Regions from separate parts of the Mus musculus genome. Here all the other regions are linked to region 3. Evidence: chromatin contacts called from public HiChIP or PLAC-seq data. All regions are on one chromosome and are shown on one strand. The core of a region is the stretch at or near the end of the contact, and the rest is flanking DNA. Distances in the headings are between cores, read along the strand shown. Region 1 overlaps Cmss1 (cms small ribosomal subunit 1). Region 2 overlaps Cmss1 (cms small ribosomal subunit 1). Region 3 holds the start of Tbc1d23 (TBC1 domain family, member 23).

What was found. HiChIP or PLAC-seq counts read pairs in DNA pulled down with a chosen protein or histone mark.
Region 1: an H3K27ac HiChIP or PLAC-seq map of extraembryonic endoderm stem cells shows a contact between it and region 3, with 6 times the contacts expected there. The contact joins the enhancer-like site here to the promoter of Tbc1d23 in region 3. A contact is called at or near these places in 14 of 39 promoter capture datasets (the 3T3-L1 cell line, 3T3-L1-derived adipocytes, the C10 cell line and 11 more), 3 of 15 datasets of contacts at CTCF or cohesin (the NIH/3T3 cell line, large pre-B cells and stem cell-derived epiblast-like cells), 28 of 484 Hi-C or Micro-C datasets (the 3T3-L1 cell line, B cells, the HPC-5 cell line and 16 more), 38 of 115 datasets of contacts at active chromatin or transcription factors (the 230-238 cell line, CD8 T cells, DN3 thymocytes and 24 more) and 4 of 9 other capture datasets (adipose tissue, liver, macrophages and 1 more).
Region 2: a FOXA1 HiChIP or PLAC-seq map of pancreatic cancer cells shows a contact between it and region 3. The contact joins the enhancer-like site here to the promoter of Tbc1d23 in region 3. A contact is called at or near these places in 13 of 39 promoter capture datasets (the 3T3-L1 cell line, 3T3-L1-derived adipocytes, the C10 cell line and 11 more), 2 of 15 datasets of contacts at CTCF or cohesin (the NIH/3T3 cell line and large pre-B cells), 7 of 484 Hi-C or Micro-C datasets (the 3T3-L1 cell line, bone marrow-derived macrophages, embryonic fibroblasts and 2 more), 11 of 115 datasets of contacts at active chromatin or transcription factors (the 230-238 cell line, astrocytes, bone marrow-derived macrophages and 7 more) and 4 of 9 other capture datasets (adipose tissue, embryonic stem cells, liver and 1 more).

Annotation. Positions count from the first base shown.
Region 1 is chr16:57,543,066-57,546,288 of GRCm38.p6, forward strand. The region is part of intron 1 of Cmss1 (cms small ribosomal subunit 1); the gene reads right to left. All of the region lies in intron 4 of Filip1l (filamin A interacting protein 1-like), which reads left to right. Among named protein-coding and RNA genes, the nearest start is that of Cmss1, 62 kb to the right of the region's middle. Within about 2 kb of position 1,741, at least 14 of the 459 cell types and tissues checked have an H3K27ac peak or open chromatin away from gene starts, as enhancers often do. A contact at or near this core is called in embryonic stem cells, extraembryonic endoderm stem cells and stem cell-derived epiblast-like cells, where this site is marked.
Region 2 is chr16:57,523,173-57,526,621 of GRCm38.p6, forward strand. All of the region lies in intron 1 of Cmss1 (cms small ribosomal subunit 1), which reads right to left. The region is part of intron 4 of Filip1l (filamin A interacting protein 1-like); the gene reads left to right. Among named protein-coding and RNA genes, the nearest start is that of Cmss1, 82 kb to the right of the region's middle. Within about 2 kb of position 2,084, at least 29 of the 459 cell types and tissues checked have an H3K27ac peak or open chromatin away from gene starts, as enhancers often do. A contact at or near this core is called in embryonic fibroblasts and pancreatic cancer cells, where this site is marked.
Region 3 is chr16:57,229,393-57,232,719 of GRCm38.p6, forward strand. It overlaps Tbc1d23 (TBC1 domain family, member 23), which reads right to left and starts at 2,074. Exons shown (of 19, transcript NM_001358433.1): 1 at 1,922-2,074. The coding sequence starts at 1,974.

The DNA of each region.
Region 1 (3,223 bases), core at 491-2,990, 310 kb after region 3:
GAGATTTGCTAGGACATAATGTAGTAAAGAGTCAGAAAATGGGATAAACTGAGCAACTACCAACCAAAGGAAAATTATGTAGGTACCTACATTGACAGAAGACAAAAGAAGTGTAAAGAAGAAACCATCTATAAAGGAGCAGGGGATGTGGGGGTTTTAAAACCTTTAAGCCCACTCTCAGTAAGATACTTCCTCCAATAAGGCCACTCCTCCTAATCCTTTTCAAATAGTGCCACTCCCTGATGACTAAGCATTCAAATATATGCGCCTACTCAGATCATTCTTATTCAAACCACTAGAGAACTCTTGACTAAGAAATAAAGGTCCTGGAACCCTTGTCAGGAGAGGACAGAGAGTTCCTGAGTGATCCTTTCCTAACTGCAAATGTCCCACTAAGGCGGAAGCCATTGATGCTACCATGAAGATAAACAGGAAGTACAGAGACTTGCAAAGACAGCACAGACAGCTCCCTGGAATGTTCCTGCTTATCAGTAGGCAGACAGCCTCCAGACAGACAGCATGGCTGCTCACCTGCTGCATCCTTTGCTTGCTCCGACTTGTTTTGCACTAGGGTGCTCCTACTGAACCCAAACTGGCCTGGGCCTCTCCATGTCTCTCCTACTACCTCTCTAGTGCTGAGATTTCAAAAGTACAGCGCTGCTTCCCAGACATCAATACTATATAGAATCATTGAATTTTGTTTCTAAATATGCTGACTTGGGGCTGGAGGCATCCCTTATCAGTACTTGATCTTGCAGAGGGTCAGAGTTCAATTCCCAGCATCCATGTGGTGTTTCACAATCATTTCTAAGTCCAGCTTCGGGGGATGATGCCCTCTTCTGACTTTCATAGGCACCAAGCATGCACATAGCACACACACACACACATACAGGCAAACTTTTATCACATAAAATGAGTAAATCTAATATATTTAGATACTTAATATATTTAGAATGAAGTTAAAATGCATCATTTAGGGCCAGAGAGCTCCCTGCCTGACTCTGCCCCTTAAGTGCTGGGATTAAAGGTGTGTGCCTCTGCCGCTGCCGCCACCACCACCACCATGAACACCACCACCCTGCAACATAATATATTTTAAAATATATCCTTCATGCATAGAATAGGTTGAGCAGATGGCAGAAAAACTAATGAGATTCAAATGATGCTGGTGTTTTCTGACTCTTACACAAAGTAACCTCTTTTAGAACTTAATTGTTAAGTACAAACTGTGTACAAGAAAGGGGCTATTCTTTCTCTACAAATATCTTTCCTTGATAACAAGTTCTATATCTCCATGAAAAGCTCTGTCAACTAGTTTCTTTAAAAACACATTCTTTAAGACACAGAGTGTAATCTGTTTGACAAGATCCCTTTAGAAGAATGGACTAGATAAAACACCGAGGACAGCTGTACTGGCAAAAGACAAGAAGACTAATAGGTCTTTTCCGTCTCTAATTTCTGTGATTCGAGGGCTTTTTACTCCTACAGTAATACTTGTGAGTCCAACAATTTCTCAAAACTATTATTAGTTGCCAAGGAAACGAAATGTTTGTCAGGATAAATAAGCAAATGGGTTGGCCCTAAATCGCAGGCTTTTCCTGTTCCCATGCAATGGCGGCATCGTGTTTATGCCTCTTCCTTCTCCCCAGGCCACTCTGCTCACCTACTTGGCATGCTTGCCTGCTCATAGGAATACCGCATCTATCTCACAGCATTACAAGGGGGAAAGGGACAGATCTCTGTGCCACACAAAATACTTACTTCATACAGTGAAGAATGAAGCCTTGTCATGGTAAGGGATAGCAGGATGCAGCTGCTTTTGTGACCAACACAATTAAAATGTATAAACTTACACACGCATACATACAAACAGAATGAAAACACTGGATTTTTTTAACAACTCGAAGTGTTCATCTGGCAGAATTATGTGCCGGATTACTTTTTTGTCTTTTCATATTACGAAGATCCCTGTTAATCCCAGAATGAAGGTAAACATGAACTACTTAGTTAGCAAAGAGCCTACCCCTCACTCGCAAAGCCCTCTCCTCCCACAGCCTCACTGCTGCGCCCCCCTCCCCCGCCCCCGCACGCACTCAGGGTCATCAGCTCTCAAGGGTATAGGTTGCTGTTCCAGATAACCATAATCAAAGGGTGCCAGGCAGTGTTGGAACACACCTTTAATCCCATCACCCTGGAAGCAGAGACAGGCTGATCTGAGTTCGAGGCCAGCCTGGTCTATAGAGGGAGTTCTAGGACAGCCAGGGCTATAAAGAGAAATCCTATCTTAGAGGGAAAAGAAGAAAAGAAAGAAAGGAAAAAAAAAAAAAGGAAAGGAAGGGGGGAGGGAAAGGGAAGGGGAAGAAAGGGAGAGAGAAGGGAAGACAGGAGAGAGGGTAAGATGGAGAGTGGGAGGGAGGGAGGGAAAGATAATGGGCTTCTGGAAACTTCAAAGACTATGGATGCTCTAAAACACAGGCTGTGCATAAGAGTGAGCAGGCACACACACACACACACACACACACACACACACAGTCACCATAGTCTCTGTGTGTATCCAGGTTCAATGTTACCTTTTGCCATCTTGGAGCACAGTGGCTGCTGCCCTGAACAGAGGTAGTTTTGAGGGTATCTACATTGCCTAACCAGGCAGGTACCAGCTGGAGAACAGAAAGAAGGGTGGAGGGAGTCTACAGCTGCTCATACAGCACACAGTCCCTTGGTTCCTTTGTGTAGGAGCAAGAAGATGGACCAGCCCCATAATTCAGATCCATGGCAGTTTCTTGGTGCTCGGGGGCAGAGGGGCTTCGCACAAAGGTTTCAAGAGGACAGCACATTAGGACCGAGGACAGTCTTGCTGCCAATCCGAATTCAACCAAAGACAACAGGAGGGCTAGGGGAGGGCTATCATGACTAGCTTCACCGAGGACATGCGTTGCTGTGAGCATCACAATAACCTTCATTTGCTTGAACCACAGGAAATGAAACTATGGGAAACTATTTGTAACTATATGAGAAAGAACTTCAGGCTGATAATGTAGCTCGGGTGGTAAAACGCTTGCCTGGCAGGCAGAAGGCTAGGAGTTTGATCCTCAGATCTGTGTAAGCCTGTACATACATGTCTGTAGTCCTAGGCAGGGAGTCAGCTACACAGCAGTTTGAGCCTGGACTACGTAAGAATGGCTCAAAAAAAAAAAAAGTAATCTTCTATGGTAAAATTTAGTTA
Region 2 (3,449 bases), core at 834-3,333, 290 kb after region 3:
ACCACAAAATGGGATCACAGGGGCTCAGTCAACATTGTGACGATTCTACACGACAACCTTGTTTAACAAATACAAGGGACAGAGAGGGGATATATGATGTTAAATAAATTAAGACATTCCCACAAAGTTTAGTGCATGAACTATCTACATCTTTCTTTATTCTGTTCCAGCAAGGTCTTCCTATGCAGTGGCCTTGACTTGAGATACTGTCTGAGTGCTAGGACTATTGGCAAGCATACACTGCACCTGCTTTGTCTGAATTGTGATTTGAGGACACTCAGGCAGGGAGAGAGAGAAGGGAAATTAAATGTTAATAGTTCTGTGGGTGTGTATTTAAAAAGAACCCTTATTGGGCTGGGAGTGCAGCTCAGTTGGCAGACTACTTTGTCTAGCATGCATGAGGCCCTAGGTTCAATCCCCCAGCATCTATACATAGACAGGACACTGTGACTCAAACCAACATCTTAGTACATGGGAGGTAAGTGCAGCAAGAGGATCCTTGGCTATGTAGTGAACTCAAGATCAGCCTGGTATTCAAGTGATCCTGTTGGAAGAAAGGAAGGGAGTAAAAGAGGGAGGGAAGAGGGGAAGGGAGAAGAGGGAGGGGATAGAGGGAAGGGAGAAGAGAGAGGGGAGAGGGGAAGGGAGAAGAGGGAGGGAAGAGGGGAAGGGAGAAGAGGGAGGGAAGAGGGGAAGGGAGAAGAGGGAGGGAAGAGGGGAAGGGAGAAGAAGGAGGGAAGAGGGGAAGGGAGAAGAAGGAGGGAAGAGGGGAAGGGAGAAGAGGGAAGACAAGAAAGAGGAGAGGTAGGATGAGGAATAAAGGGAAGGGAAGAAAAAAGAGGAGAGGGAAGGCAGGGAAGGGGGAGGGAGAGAGGAAAAAGCTTACTGATAAATTCTAAAAATTTAGAGCAGTGGTTCTCAACCTTCCTTATGCTCATGCTATGATGACCCCCAATCATAAATTATTTTCATTGCTACTTCATAACTAATTTTGCTACTGTTATGAATCTTAATGTAAATATCTGATGTGCGGATGGTCTTAGACAACCCCTGTGAAAGGCTGAGAAGGGCTGATTTAGAGGGAATGATTAGTTCCATAGGAGTAAGTGTGAAGGCCTTCTGGCACTCAACATTTAGCTTGAAGGCATTTAGCTAGTAGAAATTACATGTACAGAAACAAAGGAAGTAAAAAAATCAGTTTATGAGATACTGTTGTAGCTTGAGGTTGGATACACATTAGGTTGTATGCCATAAACCTGATTTTTCTCTTTATTTTGAACTCATACCATGAACAAAAGTCTCAACCTGACACCCCAATTTGTCAGAGAATCCACAGTATATACAAATAACTGCATTTTAAGTGTCTAATACCAAAGTTGGAGAGAATCTAAGAATAGTAACAATAACAACAAGGTTAACAATCAGAACAAAATTATAAGCAGAGCTCTTTAAAAACGGATCCCAAGTATGCCATCCCATTACTGTACAACTTCCTGATAACAGCTTCATGGCAAAATGGGATTGGAGAAATACATTTCCATTTGGCTGAAGCAAATGGAAAATCAAATCTCATTTTATCCTAAATCATAAAAAGGGAGCTGTTGTAATATGCTACCTAATCCTTTCTGGCTGGCCCAAAATGAGCTAATTACAGCAACATGTGAGCAAAAGGCAATGAGATCTACTCTAATGAAAACCAAGCAGGGATCAGAGCATCATTTATTTTATATATGTCCAAGTTCTGCCACGGAGGCATTTCAGTCTCCATCGCCTATCCTCCAGAAGAGCCACTTTCGGCTAATCCTCCTTAGATATTATCCTCTGTCCCTGGTCATGCTTTGACTCCATGTTGGTTGGACAATGTGAAGAAAGCAAATGACACAAAGTCTCCATCTGCAAAATGGGCACAAACGGCCTTGGCTTTACCTTCCTTCATGAAGCTTATCTGGGACTATTAGGGGTAACAATTAGGGCATTCACACCCCTCCTTCCCAAAAAGCTCACAAAACTCTGTCTGCCCTGGGTTCGCTGAGGTTAACTCTGACTGTGTTTGCGTTCTATCTGTCCACAGTGTGAGTCAGTCTATTCCAAACCGGTTTTCTAACCAGAAAACCGAGAAGTTTGATGACACACTATGGTAAACATGCTCACTGGATGAAGTTATTTGAATTTTTATAGACTTTAATCCTCTGTGAGGTTTGAAATCCATACAGGTTTTTAGACTAGATTTAACTTCATCTAAGTTAAATAACAGAAATTATATATAAACAAACTCTATTAAAAATTCCATGGATTTTGGATAGCTAAGACTATTTAATACTATAAAGAGCAATTAACGTAAGCTGATCCGAAACTGAAGCCTTTAACTATTAAATAATCAGCCCTTTTCTTAATTAAAATCTCAGCTCTCAATAGACTTCTTGCCTAAAGAAGTAAAATTTCTCATTCACTCTTGTTGGATGACGACAGCTCTTGTTGACAATGATAAATGAACTCTGAGTCTGAAGGGCTCACTCTAGTGAAAGAACAGGAAAAGGGTTGCAGACCAAGACTCTCAGCACCTACTTTGCAGGCAACCTGAGAATCCAATGGGCAGCTGAATGCAAATGCAATAAAAATGTGGTAAAAATACGCAGCAAAGTCATCTAAGTGTACTGACCTGATAGCAACTGTAGACCCTAAGAGCTGACTGAAGTGTGCAGCCTGGGTTGTGTGTGTGTGTGTGTGTGTGTGTGTGCTCGCGCGTGTGTGCTTTTTAACCTATCAGAAGAATGACAAGATGGATCAAATGTTAATTTTTTTCTTTTAACAGCCCACTGCTAGCCATATTATTGCTTTTTGTACAAAGGAAACTCTTCCCATTAAACCCACTGTCCTCTTCTCTCTTGCCATTAGGAACGGCTGCTTCACCTAAAACAAATGCTGCCCCAGCTGTGAGTTCACATTTCTGCTCCAAAGTGATTTTTCATCATATTGTTACCCTTGGGAGATAGTGCCTAACACATAATTAGGATACAACTGAGTGGTTCTAAAGCTGTTTGATGCCCCACTTCTTCCTGCTAAAAGGTTCCGAATCAGACATCCATGGTGTCCACAACCCTGTGCGTGTTCACTTTCACGTGTACACACACAGATATAAAAAGTAAGTGTATTTTGGAGGTTCCACACCACACCCAAACTTAGCTCTAAGCCCTTTCTCTTTTCATTCTGTGCTTGATGCTGAGTCAGATAAGGAAGGGACTCACGAGAAGATGCTGAAGGGTCCCAAAAGTTGTTCTGCATTCTTTTCACCTCTGTTTACACCTATGTTCCCAAACTAGGCCACTTTAACCATCCCCTTGTTTCAGAAATGTCCCCATTAGAGCACTGGCTTTCTAAATTCGGCAACAGTTAGAGAACTTAGAGAATTCCCAAGTTCTCTGCAATAGTGCTGTTGGCACACAGAAAGA
Region 3 (3,327 bases), core at 824-3,323:
ATAACCACCCATCCCTCATAAATGTGTACGGATTTTCCAGACCTATCTTTCTCTTAAGTCAAGCAGTGCTAGTTATTATTCCCCAAATAAATCCTTAATTTTCCTGCCTTTGCCTCCATTTCTGCCGTTTCTTTATTCTCTTAACAGCATAGCACAATCTGGGATTTAGCCTCCAGCTCTGTAAGGTATTTAATATTTGAAATATGGCTAGACCAACTGAAATTCATGATAAGTATAAAGTGTACATAAATCTTTTCATATGGGTAAAAATTAAAAACTAAATCTGGTTGTGGTGGTATACACCTTTAATCCTAGAGCTTAGGAGACAGAGGTCAGACAAGGCTATATAGCAAGTTCTGGACCAGCTAGGGCTACACAGTGAGACCCTGCCTTCAAACAAATAAATAAATGAAAAACTGCTTTTAAATAATGAGCACATATTCAAATAATACATTGGTGTTGGATATATTTTTTTTAAACATAGTAAAAGTTCTACCTGGTTTTTGTTATTGTTTTTTAAGTTTTCAATGAGGCAAAGGAAAGAAATTTTAATTAATTCCTTCCGTAGCTCACATTATAGTGACTATTTTGAACAATGTTAAGGTAAGTCTTACTGATGCTTCAGAGTCTAACTCACACACCAGTGCCTCCATGAGCTTTTGTAATGCATGCTGAAATGGTTTCTGCCTCTTCTGAACTCCCACAACACTTATTTACAATCTCAGAGAACAAAATTAACTTTAGCTTGCTACATGTGTACCTGTCAGTCCCCAGAAGACCAGCTACTCAACTGCTATATCGTGTATTCCTTTCTGTTATTTCTATTGTCCTCAATTAGTAAAGTACAAATTTACCAAAGGCTTGCATTGTGTGTAGGTACACCGTGACAGTGATATATAAACACTGTGAAAAACAACAGCAAAATCCATGAGTCTTACACCTGGTCAATACAGTTAGATCAACTGTAAGATATACACGTGCACACACACACACACACAACTTCAAAAGTAGAAGTGTCCACCAAAAATTAATGACCCTCAGTGGGAAAAATAATGCCTACCAAAAAGGTATTGGCAGGGTTGGGGATGTATCACAGTTGGTAGAATGCTTGTCCTAGCACACAGGAAGCCCTCGGTTCAATCCCCAGCCCAACACAAACCAGGCAGGATGGAGCTTACAAGCCAGCACTCGGGAGGAGAAAGCAAAAGCATTGGAAGTCCACAGTCATCCTCAGCCACTCAGAAAGTTCGAGGCCAGCCTTGGGCTACATGAGTTCCTTTAAAAACCAAATCTTCCCACAGCCCCAGAGACACATGCAAATGCCCGGGAGAAACAGTAACAAAATTCAAAACGCCCTCCAAGTCATGAAATTAAATTGTGAGGAAAGTGGTGGGGAAGAAAAAAAAATAATAATAACAAATGTTAGAAACTGTTGGGAGATAAACAAAATTAATAATAATAATTTTTTTTTTTAAAGACAACCCTGAACTACGTAGAAGGAATCTTGCTGGGTGTATCTCACGACCTCTGCACTGTCAAAGGTCGCGGTGGTTATTTCAAAAGATCTCATTTCAAATGGTCTGAGATCTCCATCCAAGAACTTCCTCCTTAGTGCGCCCATTCCAACTCCCTGGCTAGGGACTCGGCGAACTCAGTGGGGAAGCCACTCTCTTCGCTGGGCCAAGCGGGAGGACCTGACTTAGGCGCAGATCCAGGATGGCCCCTGAGTCCCCGGGATTCTGCCCCAGCCGCAGAAGCCCGCGGGCAGAGGGGACCCTGAAGCAGAGGGGGCGGGGCAGGGGCTCAGAGGAGGACAGGTGCCTTTTGCTCCACGCCCCGCCAGCCAGCACCTCGGGGACAGGCAGGATGGCGAACAGGAAGAGAAGGGGCCAGTGGGAATTAAACCTGGGCTCGCACTCACCAGCTGTCCCCGCCCGACGTTGACAGTGGCAGAAGCTCTTCTCCTTCCGCCATTGCTGTTGACGTCCACGTCACTTTGCCGAAAAGTGGACCTGGCACCGAGACTGTCTCAGAGATTCAGTGTCGTAAAAGGAGTTATGAAGTCTGAGACTTGAGACTCACCAGAGCGAAAGAGGGAGGAGGCGAGGAATTGGAAGGATGCAACGTCACCACGTCTCTAGGGCGAAAGGCGGAGCCCGGAGCTTTGCGAGAGGGAGAAGATTATGGAAGACCACAAATCCCAGGATGCCAAGGGCCCGCGAACGGAGTGGGCGGGGCACAAGGCTTGTGGGCGGGGCCGACCCTGGGGAGTGGGAGGGGTTCTCCGGGATGGGGCGGGGCGCCACGCTGCGGGCAGGCGTGGCTCAGAGGAGACTCTGAAAGTGAAGCATCCTGGCTTGGCGTCTTAATGTTTGGGTCTCTGGCTGTCCGGTGTGAGCCAGAATTGAGAATCCCAGCTAGTGGAGAGAGGAGGGCAAGTATGAATTCACACAGAGAAGGTAGGCTGAATAGAAAAAAAGGAAAGGACATACCACATCATTTGTAAAGACCATTCAAAAAAATAAAAAGGCCAGGGACTTAGTAAACCATACAGCACTTGCCCAGCATCCTCAATGATTCAATCACCAGAGCTACAAGAAAAATAAAAATACACGAAGGACTCTGTCAAGCTATCCAGTTAAGAAAATTATACTCTAGTCTTCTATCTTAAATATGTCTTCTAACAGCCAGGAGAATCAACTGTAGTTCTGAAACTGAAATTCCAGTTTAAAAAATCAGTTTAAGAAAGCTGCCGAGGGGGGCTGGTGAGATGGCTCAGTGGGTTAGAGCACCCGACTGCTCTTCCGAAGGTCCAGAGTTCAAATCCCAGCAACCACATGGTGGCTCACAACCATCCGTAACAAGATCTGACTCCTTCTTCTGGAGTGTCTGAAGACAGCTACAGTGTACTTACATATAATAAATAAATAAATCTTAAAAAAAAAAAAAAAAAAAAGAAAGCTGCCGAGATCCTTCCCTTCCTAGCCAAAGTCCCATTTGTCCCTCTAAATGGGCCTCCTTGTTCCGCACCCAGGTTTCATCCACAGTACCAGTATTACCAAAACACTAGCCCCTGGGCTATCTTTGCCTAGTACAGATTCAGGGAGGAGCTGAACAAATATTTTTAAGCCCAGGAACAACGATGCAGTTAACTACATGAAATTTATGGATAAATCTGAAAATGCCATTGTTAGATGAACCAAACAGATTACAAACAAAAGGCATCGTTTATGTTTGATATCAATATATTAGCAATAGATGCATGCACACTGAGAAATGCAGGGGTAATGTGTAGAAAAACTGAAAACAATTAAGTTTTAGATGGGG